2 separate regions of the Mus musculus genome follow, and region 2 is linked to region 1. The links are chromatin contacts, called in public HiChIP or PLAC-seq maps. All regions are on one chromosome and are shown on one strand. The core of a region is the stretch at or near the end of the contact, and the rest is flanking DNA. Distances in the headings are between cores, read along the strand shown.

Evidence for each region. HiChIP or PLAC-seq counts read pairs in DNA pulled down with a chosen protein or histone mark.
Region 2: a contact with region 1 is called in a CTCF HiChIP or PLAC-seq map of the NIH/3T3 cell line, with 9 read pairs. The contact joins the promoter of Man1a2 here to the enhancer-like site in region 1. A contact is called at or near these places in 1 of 39 promoter capture datasets (stem cell-derived epiblast-like cells), 1 of 15 datasets of contacts at CTCF or cohesin (the NIH/3T3 cell line) and 3 of 115 datasets of contacts at active chromatin or transcription factors (the SCID.adh cell line, bone marrow-derived macrophages and stem cell-derived neural progenitor cells).

Annotation. Positions count from the first base shown.
Region 1 is chr3:100,224,320-100,232,120 of GRCm38.p6, reverse strand. No RefSeq gene overlaps it. Among named protein-coding and RNA genes, the nearest start is that of Gdap2, 66 kb to the right of the region's middle. Within about 2 kb of position 4,475, at least 37 of the 459 cell types and tissues checked have an H3K27ac peak or open chromatin away from gene starts, as enhancers often do. A contact at or near this core is called in the NIH/3T3 cell line, where this site is marked.
Region 2 is chr3:100,680,704-100,688,504 of GRCm38.p6, reverse strand. Man1a2 (mannosidase, alpha, class 1A, member 2) reads left to right here and starts at 3,032. Exons shown (of 13, transcript NM_010763.2): 1 at 3,032-3,944. The coding sequence starts at 3,643.

The DNA.
Region 1 (7,801 bases), core at 3,226-5,725:
AAAATTGGACATAGTACTATCAGAGGATCCCGCAATACCTCTTCTGGGCATATATCCAGAAGATGTCCCAACTGGTAAGAAGGACACATGCTCCACTATGTTCATAGCAACCTTATTTATAATAGCCAGAAGCTGGAAAGAACCCAGATGCCCCTCAACAGAGGAATGGATACAGAAAATGTGGTACATTTACACAATAGAGTACTACTCAGCTATTAAAAAGAATGAATTTATGAAATTCCTAGGCAAATGGATGGACCTGGAGGGCCTCATCCTGAGTGAGGATCACAATCACAAAAGAACTCACATGATATGTACTCACTGATAAGTGGATATTAGCCCAGAAACTTAGAATACCCAAGATATAAGATACAATTTGCAAAACACATGAAACTGAAGAAGAGCGAAGACCAAAGTGTGGACACTTTTCCCTTTCTTAGAATTGGAAACAGTCACCCATGGACGGAGTTACAGAGACAAAGTTTGGAGCTGAGACAAAAGGATGGACCATCTAGAGACTGCCATATCCAGGGATCCATCCCATAATTAGCCTCCAAACGATGACACCATTGCATACACTAGCAAGCGTTTGCTGAAAGAACCCTGATATAGCTGTCTCTTGTGAGACTAGGCAGGGGCCTAGCAAACACATAAGTGGATGCTCACAGTCAGCTATTGGATGGATCACAGGGCCCCCAATGGAGGAGCTAGAGAAAGTATCCAAGGAGCTAAAGAGATCTGCAACCCTGTAGGTGCAACAACAATATGAACTAACCAGTACCCCAGAGCTCTTGACTCTAGCTGCATATGTATCAAAAGATGGCCTAGTCGGCCATCACTGGAAAGAGAGGCCCATTGGACATGCAAACTTTATATGCCCCAGTACAGGGGAACGCGAGGCCAAAAAATTGGAATGGGTGGATAGGGAATTGGGGGGGGAGGGTATGTGGGACTTTTAGGATAGCATTGGAAATGTAATTGAGGAAAATACATAATAAAATATTTTAAAAGATTAATAATTACTAAATAATATGGAGCCTGAAGCAGCCACCTCCTGCAGCCTGGTGGGACTTCCAGTGGGAGATGCGGTGTGGGACCAATCCATCCACAAAACCTTGCCACCAAATTTGTCCTGCTTACAAGATGCCCAGCAATAAAGATGGAACAGAGATTGAGAGAATGCCCAACCAATGACTGCCCCAACTTGAGGTCCACCCCATAAGGGAGAGCCAACCCCCAACACTATTAATGATACGCTGCTCTGCTTGCATACAAGAGCCTAGCACAACTGTCTCCTGAGAGGCATCAGCTAGCAGCTTATGGAAACAGATGCTGAGAACCACAAACATCAGGTGGAGCTCAGGGAGTCATGTGGAAGAGTTAGGGAAGGACTGAGGGAGCCACAGGGGTCAAGAACACTACAAGAAGACCTACAAAGTCAACTAATCTCGCGGCCCATGGGGGCTCACAGAGACTGACCATCAACCATAGAACATGCATGGGCTGGACCTAGGTCCCTACACATTTGAAGCCAGATGTGCAGTCTTATCATCATGTGGGTCCCCTAAAAATTGGAGGTTGTCTCTGAGTCTGTTGCCTCCCTTTGGATTCCCTTTCCCCCAGCTAGGCTTCCTTGTCTGGCTTTAGTGGATATTCATTCCAGCTGCAACTTGATGCACTAGGGTGGGTTGGCACCCATGTGGGGCCTTCCTTTCTCTGAGGAGAAAAAGTAAGGGCAATGGTAGGAGAGGTGTGATATGTGAGGGTGAGACTGGGAAGAGAGGAGGGAGGAGGTGTGATAGGGAGGTAAACCATGAAAAGTAAGTTAGTGAGCAGCATCCCTCCAGGGCTTCTGCATCAGCTTCTGCCTCCAGGTTCCTGTCTTGTTTGAATTCCTGCCTTTGCTTCCCTCAATGGACTATGATAGGTAAGGCAAATGGGTCCTTTCCTCCCAAGTTGCTTTTGGTCATAGTGTTTCATCACAGCAATAATAAGCCTAAGTAAAACAGCCTCAGGCCATTTGTTGGTCATACTGGTGTGACCACAGAGGTAGCACATTATGACTTTGTATTATCCTAATGTCTAATAATTTTGATAGCACTTGCATAGGCATAATAATGACATATTTGTAAAGTGCTTTTGCATGAAGTGTATTCCCTTTTTAATAGATTCTTCAAATTTATTACCTAGATTCTGATTGTTTCCTCTCTTATCCAAAATGCAGACCTTCTAAAGGTCCCTCAACAGTGTGCCTTGCCTTTTCAGTCCACTATCTTTTGTTTGTTTTGTTTGTTTATTCACTTTACCTCCCAATCACACCCCTTCCTCCTCTCTTCCCAGTCCCACCCTCACATACCACTCCTCCTACCATTGCCCCTACGTTTTCCTCCTCAGAGAAAGGAAGGCCCCACATGGGTACCAACCCACCCTAGTGCATCAAGTTGCAGCTGGAATGAATATCCACTAAAGCCAGACAAGGCAGCCTAGCTGGGGGAAAGGGGAACCAAAGGGAGGCGACAGACTCAGAGACAACCTCCACTCATCCCTGGGCATGTCACCAAGAGAAGCAAATGCATACACCTTCATGAAGGTGTACACTGATAGCCATAGCAGCTTCACTTATAAAAGGTCATAATTGGACAGACACCAAATGACCAAGGATCCCCACAGTTCGGGAACTGTGTAATTCCTAAGTTGCCTTAGACAACAAGAGAGGGTTTGTTATTCAGGAACTCTACTATAACCACTCCATTATATAGTCTCAATTCTTTTGTCTCATTGGCCTTGTCATTCACACATCTACATGCACAATTCAGATTTCTATGTATTCTTTGTCAACAGCTGAGCAGCTGAATATGACCTTTGGCTAGCCGCTCTGTGATTTTTAATCAGGGATGGTTCAGCTACTTTGAGGTATTTGGAAATGGTGCAGGGGCAGTTTATCATTGCAATGATTGATGAACATCACCAAGGGCCAGGGCACAAAATGCCAACCAACATTCCTGTCCCACACAACAGCATCCCCCATGGTACAGCGTTAGACCACATGGCTCAAGTAGCCAGTGTGTACAATCATATGGCTTCCCTCAGTTCCCTTTTGCATTCTCCCAGGAAACTTTTTTTCTTGCCTCGAACTGCCAGGGCTGCTTCCTTTATGTTCACCTGAGAACTACATCTTACTTAATAGGAAAAGAAAATTCTGCAGAAAAGTACTGCAATCTTGACATCTGCCAATGTACCTCCATCTGCGCCCATGTCCTCAGTATCCATTACTGTCCCAAGTGTAAACTGCTCAGACTATCTCCCAAGTCTGTCTAACTCTGCATTCTATTCAATAACTTATTCCTGCTAACATCAATTCCTACTCCACCCCGCCCCACCCCTGCTCTGTTGCCCCAGTGAGGATCTTTGCATCCCCATGTGATTTTGTAGTCTAAACCTTCTCTCTAGCAATTTCACACTTCCACCTATGTTTTAGAGTACAGGGTCTCATGTGACCTGGCTTTAAGCCCTAGGTGGCTAAGGTTCTTTCTACCTCAGTTTGATATCTGAAGCCCTTGGTTAGCGTGAGATACCATGTCACAAAACCATGATACAAGAAAGATGTCACTTGAACAAAGGGATGTAAGATACTGGGGGTCCTAAGGGAGGAAGACAATGAAGGTTAGGGGTAAGGGCCTAAACTTGAAATTGGATGCAGATGGGGGAGGGAGGTCATGGAGAGTAGAGGAGCTGGATTATGGAGGCTAATACTTAAAGAACATAGAAAGGCAAAGAGGCCCTTGGTGACATGTGTTCTGAATTGTTTGGAGGTAAGGGAAAAAGAAGGTAGGGAGGAAGCAAGACTGCAGAGGCAGCTGAAGCTGTAGGACTGCAAACTTGCAGGTCCCGATGGCTTGTCTACCTGGAATATGGAAAGTAGCAGTGGATAGACTAAGACTGTCAGAGACAAGTATGCTTTACAAGAGAGCCTGAGTCCTAGAATTACTTTCAATCGAAGTTTTATAGCAAAGGGTTTTTGTCTCTTGTGGAGGGAGGGGCTAGAGTCAAGTCATTTTTAAAATTTATTTGGTCAAAACACATCTGAAAATCAAGAGAATAAATAAGCAAATCCAAAGGATTATTATATAAAACACTGTTTCCCCCACTATAAGTATATACTGAATTATTTTTTAAATTTGTATGTATGTATGTATATATTTAATATAAATAGTATGTATATATTTAATATAAATAGTATATATTTATTTATTTAAAATCAGCATGCACTAAGTTCCTCCTCTTATCAAGAACATTCTTTTCTTTTCTGAGCAAGCATAGGAGAATGCCCATTTCTTGCTTCATCCTGGGCTATGTAGTTACTTGGATGACAGCCACAAGTTTCGTCATGAGAGGGGGGAAAACCACATGATAGAACAAAAATACTCAGTTATATGATCCAGAATACATTCCCATATAATTGCATGCACATTCCTGTGTGCTTTGTGCAAGCTGACCTCTACAAGGCTTACCCCACCAATGGGTATTTTTAGCATGGTGTCAGTTGAGAGATCTAAAAGCTGACTGGGAGTTAGAAAGCCTGACTTTCCATCAACCTCATCACTAACTCTCAGGAAGTCCCTAGGGAAATCAATGGGTGACCCTGTTTTCATGATACACCTTGAATTAGTAAACTAGAGGCCGGCTACTTCGATACCATGTTTGAATCTAGATTGAGACTTAGCTAACACTGGTTGTTCTCTCTGTTCTCTTGTGTTCTCACTTATAAACAAGAACAAAAATTCTAATCTCACTGGGCAGGCCCAGCATTCAGGAGGCAGAGGTAGGTGGGTCTCTGTGAGTTTGAGACTAGCCTGGGCTACAAAATGAGTTCCAGGACAGCCAGGGTTACAAGGAGAAATCCTGTCTCAAACAAACAAACAAACAAACAGACAGACAGACAGACAAGTGTTTCGACCTTACAGGATTGTTGAGACTCAGCTATTTATATATTCAAAATGACTTGTAGCACACAGTAGCAGATTATAAATATTAGTGTCTACCTCACCTCACTCTTTTTATTCATGCTTATTAATAATGTGACAAGCAAAAAGGCAGGAACATGGTTTCAGAAATACAAAGAAAAAAAATCATAGTTTGGGATGACCAGAAATGTGGCCTTTCGACATCACATCTCCCAGATTCATGGGAGTGTATTGCTTAACATATCCCTAGAATGAAGCTCTGTTGGAATCTCATCTTCCAAGTGTCATAGTCATCTGCTAGCAACAGCACACCATATAGGAGATCTCTCCCTCCCTCCCTCCCTCCCTCCCTTCCTTCCTTCCTTCCTTCCTTCCTGTTTTTAAAATATGTTTTGTGTTGGGTGTGTTTTACCTGCATGTATGTCTGTGTACCACATGTGTGCCTAGCATCTTGCTGGGCCCCCACCAACACCTCTGGAATCAGAGTGACAGATGGTTGTAGCCACCATGTGAGTGCTGGAGATTGAGCCAAGATCTTGTGGAAAAGCAGCTAGCACTCCCAGCCTCTGGGCCATTTGCCTAGGCCCACTCTCCTTCCTTGTTTCATTGGTCTATCAGCACTTGTTTTTCTTCTCTTTCCTTTGTACTTCATTTTTCAAATGTACACATATGTGTAAACATGTAGTTATATAAACATGCACACATGAAATAGGACAAATGTGTCAAGGAACATGTCCCATCCTGGTCAGGACATCAGGTCCTATTACAAAGGTTGAGATTGGATGCACTGGGTCCTTTGGTTTACTCAGGAAAAAGTGTTGTGGAACAATGTAGTTAGCTGGTCTCATATTTTTGTCAACATTCCCTATGGAACAGGCAAAGAAAATCAATTTCTAATTCTTGTGTACCTTCCTCATATCCAAAGCTAAAAGATTTAAAAACTAAACTCAGGGGTGGGCACAGGATAGCTTTTAGCCACGCTGAAAACTCAAGTTCAACACATTCTCAAATCTGATTTTCTTAGGGGTACACGGAGGTTGAGAGAGGGTTTTCCTCTGTGGTTTGGGGTACCACAGAACTCACTCCACAGACCAGGCTGGTCTGTCCCTTGATGTTATTCTTCTGCCTCTGCCTCACAAGTCCTGGGATTACAGGCATCTGACATGACTCAGCTCTAAATCTGATTCTTTGTGGAAAAATTTTGCCAAGCCACACCTGACCAGACCCATGGCTAAACATGGTCATCCTGTGAGAAGTGATTACCAAATAATCTCCCTGGAACAGTCTCGGTTTCAAATGAAGTTCTCTTCTCAAATGTTCACTGCTTACTATGACACTGCATATGTAAGAATTTAGCTGCAAAGTGTAACACCTCGGTCCAGAGCACATCCAGAATATTACGCACCGAACAAAGGTCATGGCTAACAATTCTCAGCTGGAATGTGTTTGTTTCACCACTTCGCAGTAAAATGAGATTCATTAAAGAGAAAATAGAGGTGCTCCTGGCTTTCATCACTGAACACGATGTCCTAGACTAGGACTCATCCCATAACATATCTACTTGAGGAATCTTGACTTCACCATGGCTGCTCTTCTTCATCTCCCACCACCACGGCTGGCTGCCAATCCTTGTTAACATTGCAACAGGATGTGAGCACCGACCAAGACTCTCAGGACTCCGTGAACTGCTTCTATAGCACTGTGTTCTTCTTAGGAATTTGCCTTGGCAACATCCTTGCGATCTATTCGATTTGGGCTGACAGAGGCTGTTCTGAAATGATATAATTCTGGTAAATCCTTAAAATATCCAGGGCTAACGAGCTTATCTAGATTTATAAAGGATATGAAAATGTTTTACTAGTAGAAGATGCTGCCTTATCGTTTATTCTTATTAGGCTGGGTCAGGTATGCTCTCGTCAAATAATGCACTGTAGTGAAAATTTGCCCACCCTTTCTTTACATTTACTTTAAAACAACTCATACAACACCAAAATATATATCACTTGCCAGTGCTGTGGTCAGTGCTGAGGCTACAATGATGTTCACAGAGATGCTTCAAACTTTAGCTTCTTGGAGTGTACAGTCTAGATCAGAGGTTTTCCTCCATCAAAGCCCATATGGAAAGTTATTAAAACTACTCTCAATACTGCAGCAATGCAAACACAGTATTTTGTGATGTAACCTAGAGTCCTACTTACAGATTCAGAAAACAGTGGTAAATCTAAGAACTGCCCAAGAAAACTGGTGGAAAGTGGTGATAGCAATATAAAAAATAGGTGCTATTAAAGGGTCTGTGTTTTGAAGGCTGAGCTGAGAGCAACTGTTCATAGTGACAAATTAGGTGGTGTGCTATGAGGTAACCACTCTCCCGTAGAAAAGAGGTAACCCACACTCACCAGGATAATACAAGTAGAAGGCTGCTACAGACCAGTATGAGGAAAGGCAGAGAGGCTCTAAATAAAACCCAGGCTCACAGAAGCTGTGGATTAGCCTCCCGATGTGGTCATTCTGCTGAAAGAGGGGGCTGGCTGGGCAAGAACTGGAAAACCATAAACATGAGTGGGTATTGGTGGCCCCCCCTCTGAGAATGACCTGGTGGGCTTCTAACAAGTTCAAAAGGACAAAGGGCAGTGATGAGATTACTGAGGGTAGTATGGCAAATTCTGGATAAGAATGACTCTTAGGTTACTGGAAAGGCAGTAGTGCACAAAAGAGCTGAGTTGTACATTTAAAACATTTTAACTAGTTTTTATGTGTATAGGTGTCTTGCTGCATGTATGTCTGTGCACCACATGCATGCCTATGCTGTCTGCCCATGGTGGGCAGAAAAGGGTGTC
Region 2 (7,801 bases), core at 1,783-4,282, 460 kb before region 1:
TTTCATGCAACTAACCTAAAAATTTCATAGCTTCGAACTACAAATTATCCCTGATCTTCGAGGAAAATGCTTTCTAGATGCAAATAGGAGTGGAAGGAGCAAGGCGGGAGCCTAGTTATTTCTCTAGGCATTCACTCTCGGAACACCTGGTAACTTCTCAGCTGACATCTTTCTTGGAAACCTTGGAAACCAGTTGAAATGCTGAAGGAACAGGTTCTGTAAGTAAATAAGAACCCAGCTTGTCTTTTTGCATTACCCCCTGCTTCTCCCCATCCCTGAGTTTTGCTTAAAATCGGGCTAGGTGATGATACTTCATCTAGGAAGCCTGGATCAAGGTCAAAACTGTTTTGTTTTGTTCTGTAAACAACGAAGAGTCAATATGAAGTTAATACACACGAGGAGCTCTGATATTGCAGTGCTTGAGTGGATCCCGGGAATGGTCCTATCAGTTTGAAACCTGGAAGGATACATTTTATTTTGTTAACATTTAATAATTCTGATCTCGTAAAATATGAATTAACTTAAATAGATTTGTAAAAGGGAAATTACTGTTTTATCTGCCACTTTGGAACCTTGTCTACATCTTTGATCAAAGCCTAACTAAGCTTTGAAAATGAAATATTCTCTTTAGGCATCTGAAATGAAATTCCTCTTTGTTGAATACTTACCCCCTACCCCCACCCCAGTTCACCTTCTCTGCTTTCTGTGGATTGCCCTCACATGGAGGGATCAGTCTGTGTTCAACCTGGTCTGACTGGATCCACCTCCTGAAATTTGACCTTCACTTTCTCAAGTACCATTCTTTATAAATTTTTAATTTAATTAATTATAAATGCAATGCAAACAGAACACATGGGGAAAATTATATATAATACCAATGTCTTAAGAGTTATAATCTTTTCTAAATATTTCCCTTTACTGTATTTATATGCATATTCTTATATACTTGTAACCATAATGAATACATTTGCAGCTTGTTTTTTAAAAAACATTCTTTTAACACCTTCTTTTTAGAAGTGAAAGAAAATGGAAAGGGGAGTCAGGGGAAGAAGACAGAGGGAGAGTTGGAGAGGTAGAGAGGGGAGGAGGCAAAAGGGGGAGGGAGCAAGAATTGGTAATGGTTTGGAGGCTAGTGTAGGAGTGTGACAAAATAGTTGGCTGTATTTGAGTATCTACAAAAATCTGTAAAATTAACACTTTAATCTCTCAGAGAAAAATAGGCAAGGACAAGAAAGAGGACAAGGCATACAGAAGACTCTTCATCAGCTATAAGTCTGGAACTTCCAATGTCACATTTGTAGAATGTTTGGTTTTGGTAAATTTTTCTTGCAGCTAACTGTAGTGTTAGCTAGGTAATAATAACTTCTCAAGGTTTATACAACTTGCTGTCTCGTTCAGAGGTTGGTGTTTTATTTCCATCTTCTCGTGGAAATGAGTGACCTCAACCGTCGGAGCACAGTGTTCCTTTTGGTTGGGCTCTCAACATTAGAGATCTATGAGACAGTCACACTGTATGAACTCCGCAGTTTCTAACATCCATTCACGTGTCTCACTCAAATCTCATTCACTTTGGATCCAGCGGTGGCCCTTGGGAACACGTTTACATCTTGTGCTGGCTTTATTTTGTAAACCAATGACTTCTTTTGTCCTGTGGTAGGAAGGTAGGGTTTGCAGAGCTTCTAGAAATGCCTAGTGGAATGTAGTTCTGAATCCTGCCAAGGGACATGAAGTTTTCCTTGATTTCTAAGGCTGACTTCCCACCCCTGCCATTTATGGGCCTCCTCTCCAATTGCCAGCTACCAGTTAGGATGTGTGCAAGGAACAGAAGGTAAATTTAAGAAAAAAAAAAAAAGCTAAATGCAAACTAGATGCAAGAATACATATGCATTGCTAAGAAGCCTATATTATACTTTATCACAACCTGGTTCTTCTCAATATTACAGATAACAGAATTGACTCAGATTGTTTCAAGCCTCAACTTCAACAATATTGTCCTTTTGGGTTTTAACACCTGCTCATTCATTCATCTTTGTTATCTTTGCGGGGGGAATGGTAGTGGTGGTGGTGAAGATGACTATAGAGTGTATATATAGTCTTGGGACTGAACCACCAGGAATCTCCTGTCTGACCTAGGTCGTCCGATTCCTCAGAAAGGAACCCAGTAGAAAGCGCAGGGCTGCCATTTTAACACGAATCCGGCACGTGGCCGGTGCCACCTCCTTCTTCAACCAGCCTCGCGTGCCCAAGAACGCGTGGAAGTTTGAGACCTTGATGTTGAACCCCGGCCCCGAGTCACTGATAACTGAGGGAGGCATCAGCCTTGGCCCCCGTAACCCGTCAGTCCCAGGAACCCCACATTCCAGCGCCACTTTCGCGATCCAAGCGCCTGGTCCTCCTCGTCCGGCCGCCGGGGCTTCCGGGGGCTCCGGGCTCTCGGCAGCGGCCAGGCCCGAGCGGCCCGGCGGGCGGGGGAGGGGCGCGGCGGCCGGGAGCGTGCGCGCGCACCTCACACTCCGCCGCCCGGGGACGCCCACTCGCGAGTCGGGGCGGCTAGCCGGGCCCGCGCCCCCCACGGCCGAGCCGCTCGGCCCAACCGGTGTCGGCCGCGCAGCCGCTCTGTTCTCCTCCGGCCTCCACAGGCCAGGGACCAGCCCAGGGCCGCGGACCCGCGCCGCAGTCAGCGCGAGCGTGCGAGCCACCCGAGGCCGGGCCCTGCCGGAGCCGCCCTGCGGCCGCGGGAGGCGCGGCTGCTCGCTCGCGCGCGACCGGCCGCCCTCCCTCCCGCCCGCCTCTCCCAGGCGGTGCGAGGAATGAGCCGGCGCCGGCCCCGGGCTGTCGGTCTGAGGGCCGCGGCCCGGCTACCTCGCACGCCGCCACCGAGGCGCAGGGGCTCGGCCGCCGCGGCTGGGCTCGGCCGAGAAGCGGGCGGCGGGGCTAGCTGAGGAGGAGGAGGAGGAGGAGGAGGAGGAGGAAGAGAAGAAGGAGGAGGAGCCGGGTGGGGGCGGCCGCTCGGCTGAGGAGGAAGTTCCGCTCCTGACAGAGCGCGCGGCGGCGCGGGCGCTGTAGTGTTCGGGACGCCGTCGCCCTCGCGGCCTCGGCTGAGGGTCGTCGCTGCTACGCCCGGCGCCGCTGCTTGGAAGCCGCGGAGGCTGCGGAGCGGTGGAGCGGAGGAGGCTCCGGAGGGGACCGAGTGGAACCGACCTACTGCAACTCGTCGTCTTCGCCGGGCGCCTCCCGGGGCGGGCAGCCGCCTCTGAGCATCGCGCCGGGGCGCGGGCATGGCAGAACCCACCTTGCAGCTTCTCTGCGGTGTGGCTCGCCCGATCCACTCTCGGGAATGAAGAGGAGACTCGCGATCATCCGGTGAGGCACCGAGAGCCAAATGGCGAGAAGATCTGACGGGACAGAAACCAACGATCGCTTGGGAGGTCACCCGGGCTTCTGGATGTAATCGGAGAGCGTGAAAGAGGTGGCCTCGTAAATAATAATAATAATAAAAAAGCACAACAATCCTTTGAGAGGAGGGAAATTGAGTTTATTCTTTTTTTTTTTTTGGCCGAGGTTTTGAGAAACGGTTCGATGTGTTGTACGTTTGATATAAGATGAGAACTTTATAAAGTATTCCGTCCAAGAGCCTAAACGATGACTACCCCAGCGCTGCTGCCCCTCTCTGGTCGTAGGATACCACCTTTGAACCTGGGGCCGCCCTCCTTCCCACATCACAGGGCTACCTTGAGACTCTCCGAGAAGTTTATCCTTCTCCTCATCCTTAGTGCCTTCATCACCCTGTGTTTTGGGGCATTCTTCTTCCTTCCAGACTCTTCAAAACACAAACGCTTTGATCTGGGCTTAGAAGATGTGTTAATTCCTCACGTAGATGCCGGCAAAGGAGCTAAAAACCCCGGCGTCTTCCTGATCCATGGACCCGACGAACACAGACACAGGTTCGTTTGTTACTTAAATTATGGTACTTCCTTTTGGGAGAGCAAGGTACAGTTCACTGCTTTCTTGTCTCTCCCCCCTCCCCCTCCTGCCCCTGTGAATGATCAGGGTGTTGAACGTTGTTGGTTCAGAGCTGCCTGGGTAGAACCATACATAGACTGGAAGGACTCCTAGGGTTCCTTGGTTTTTCCCGGCAGAACGAAGTGTTCAGTCAGACTCTTCTGCTGTGGACAGCAGGGAGCGGAGATACAGGGAGTCAGCATGCGCGTATTGAGAACGTGTTTCTGCCTTTCTGCCACCATGTGAAGTCACTGAATCTTGACAGCTTGCTAGACTTTGCTCAGCCACCAAGTCCCAATCTCTGGCTTGTGCTCTGATTTTTTTTTTTTTTTTTAAATGTTAAAAGGTGGGGTGTGTATATCCCTAACCATAATTTGGCCAGTTATTCTGAATTGAGCCCTTGGCAGGGTATAATCAAGATGAAATGAAATGGAAGCTCTGCTTCCAGCCTTTAAGTCATTTCTAGATCTTTACCTAAAAGGAGACTTTGGAGACAATTCGCTTTTTCCAAACACCTCTCTCCTCTCATAAGCTAATTCTTGAATGTGTGAAAGAGAAGTATGTATGAGACTTCACCCGAATGGTAGAACCCCTGTAGAAAATGGGTAGTGGTTTTAACCTAGTGTGAGGATTTTGAAAAAGCCTAGGTTCAAATGTGAGCCTAAGTTAAATATTTGGGACAATACACTATTGTAATGAGGGCGTTCTCACTTTGTCTGTGAAGTTAATAATTACTTGCTTGCTAGTTCATTGACTTTTGGCCTTATTGGAGTACTTCTAATAATACAGTTTCATACCATTTTTCTATACTTTGGGATATTTGATATTTTCAACTTACATACTTTAAGAGGTTTTTCTTTAAAACTTCCCTTGCTTTGTAACTGTGAAAAACCTTACTTGGTCTGGGAAATATTTGCTGAAAAAGAAACGTTGTTTTTCTGGACCTTATTTCCCATGGTATGTATATATGATGCAATGAACATTTGGGAAAAAAATGTTCAGAGCTTTTTGACAGCAGTGATGTATTAATGTCATTTAGCTATTATGATCTGCTGTCGTGTACTGATAAGTGGCTTCCTTTATATTTTATATGGGTAGAAGTTTGCAAATTTTTACTTTAAAATTGATATTAAGAGAGTTAAGAAAAGTTCTCAACTAGTTGAAGTTAAAATACATTCAAATGAAAGTGTGTTTATGTTCATTGTACTGCACAAATTCAAAAGAATCGTTTAAGTCTCATAAGTAACAGTTCTTAAACTTTATAGCCCAGGAATATACATATATTAGAGCCCAGGAATATGTGTGTATTTATTGTTACTCAGAACCCCTGGTTCCTGAGTTTGGCAGTGGGAACAGAGTTGTAATGGCCAAGGGGTGGTTATTGAGCTGCATTTTCAGCTTGGGATAGGAAGAGTCAGGGTGACGGAAAGGACACTGTGCTGTTGGATTTGCTTGCCTACCAGCTCAGAGAATCAACTCCTGTGTGGGGAGTTGAAGCAGTGAAGGAGGCAGTGCTAACGCTGGCTGTGGCAGGAACAGTTTGTGCTGCTCTTTGTTTACACTTTGTTGTTGCTTCCTCTCACCTGAAAACAGTCTGCTTGGAATAATTTTACTTTGAGCAAGGAATACGTTTAAAATGACAGAAACTAATGTGCAAATATGATCTTGATTAAAAGTAATTCAGAAAGATAGTCTTATAGAATTATTTGTAACTAAGATCATACTTATTTTGTGTGTAGTATCTTAGAAGGTAAAAATTGTGTTATGTGTGTGTGTGTTGTGTGCATGCTAGGGACAGGGTTGGGGAGCCTTGCAAATGGAGGGCATTAATTCTTGTTACTAGTGTTTAAGAGATACTCGTTGGGATAATGTTTCTTTCTGAATGCATAGTTAGTGTAGTACCTTGGTGTTTTAGTTCAGTTGTTAGTCATTTTACACTGACTAAAATTTGTGAGTTTTTTGTTTTGTTTTGTTTTTTGAGCCAGTTTTTAATCAGCTCAAATTGTTTCCTCTGTATGACAGCGACATCTACTTTATGGGCTGTACTGAATGAGATAATACGTGCGAGTCCTTGATATAGTTCACAACTTCAGCCAGTTGTCAGGGAGACTTAGGTTATTATCACTTATAATTGGAATGTTTGAATTCTGACTTTGCTTTAAGTGTTTTATGTTTCTGAAAATCTAGGTACAGTTTGATAAATATTTTAAAGAGTACACCAGAATGTTTCTATCAAAAGGAACATTTTATAATGACATTATTTTATAACTGTTATTAGTTAACAACAAATAATCTACTGTTCAGACTGCTCATGTAGAGCCTCCTGTGTGGATGGGCTAATGATTCAGGGATTCAATGATTTTGGTTTTGGTTGTTAGAAAGTTGTACTCAGAGCAACCAGAGTTTGTAGGGAGTGACTGTCCAGCATTTGGAGTGGAGGGGGAGAGAAATGAGAATAGGAAGGTTTCATTGAGGGGGAAGGGGCTCTGAAACGGTGAGAAAAAGAAAGCTAGATGAAGCAGTGATGGGAGGAGGCATGGTCAAGCAGGCTGCACAGGAGAGCCCTAGTGGGAAAAACCTGGCGTTCTTACGGGTACAGGAAATGTTCCCGTGACTGACGAGGTAGACAGTGTGGTTGTGTGGCCAGGTGCAGAGAGTAGACAGGGCAGATGTGGATTTACAATTCCTGCCTATCCCCTAGTTACAGAAGCTTGAATTAGTTCCTGGCATGCACAACGTGGGAGATTCATGTGACAGTCTAGATTTCTGGCTTTTCTTAAAAAAATTTGCGACTGGAGCAACACTCAAGTGTCTATTTTCCGATGGCTAACACTCAGTCGGAATCTGGCTCCCTCTTGACAGGCGTGCGCTCTCCATTTTATGCCACTCACTTAAGGTGTCAAGTAACACAATAAATCAATGCTCAGCCTGCCAGTGGTTAAGTTTGCATCTCTAGGCTGGACTGTTGCTAAGTATTTTGGTCTTCATTCTGAGTAGCTGCTGGGAAGTCACAGAAGCAAAATGAAAAAAAAATTCATTTTGAATTTAAAAAAACAAAACCAATTACTTTTGTGCAGGACAACCAAGGTTGAGGGTCTAGGACACAGCAAATTGACTGTGGCCATATTAGTAATTCTGTGAGAGAAGATAAATTAGTGAGAAATGAAGTTAATTTTAGGGACCTGTGGTTGGCTGAATATAGAAGTTAAGGTAGGAGGAGAGAGTGGAAAGTAACTTCTGAGTTTCTTTTTTGTATGGTCTTGCATTAATACAAACTTTTTTTTCTATTAATGCCTTTGTTTATTTTTATTACAATTTTTTGCCTTTATTTAATAATGATTTTATGTGGTTAATGTTTGCTTAGCATGTTCCCTTTTGTTAAGTAGCTTACACAGTTTTTCAATAAACTTTTTATATGTTTATAAAGCATTTTTAAAGTACCAGTCCACTGTCAAGGTGATAATAGCACAAATTGTATTAATAGTTTAAAATTACATTTGTGATTTTAAATCACCACAAATAGGAATTTGTTATACTGCTCATTTATGTTATTACAATATATGTTGATTTACATAAAGGGTATCTTTTTAACTTGTGTATAGACAGTTTCCTTTCATTTTTCAGTCTTTCATTTGAAACTGACATTGCTTATATAATGACATTGTACAAATGAGGTTGACCTCCCCATGTGTTTGTTTAAAACATTGAACATATATTTGTAAATTATCCTTTAGTTAGGATCATGTTAGTTCAAATTGAATACTTGAGAGTTATGTGTGTTTATTTCTAGTTGCTGTCT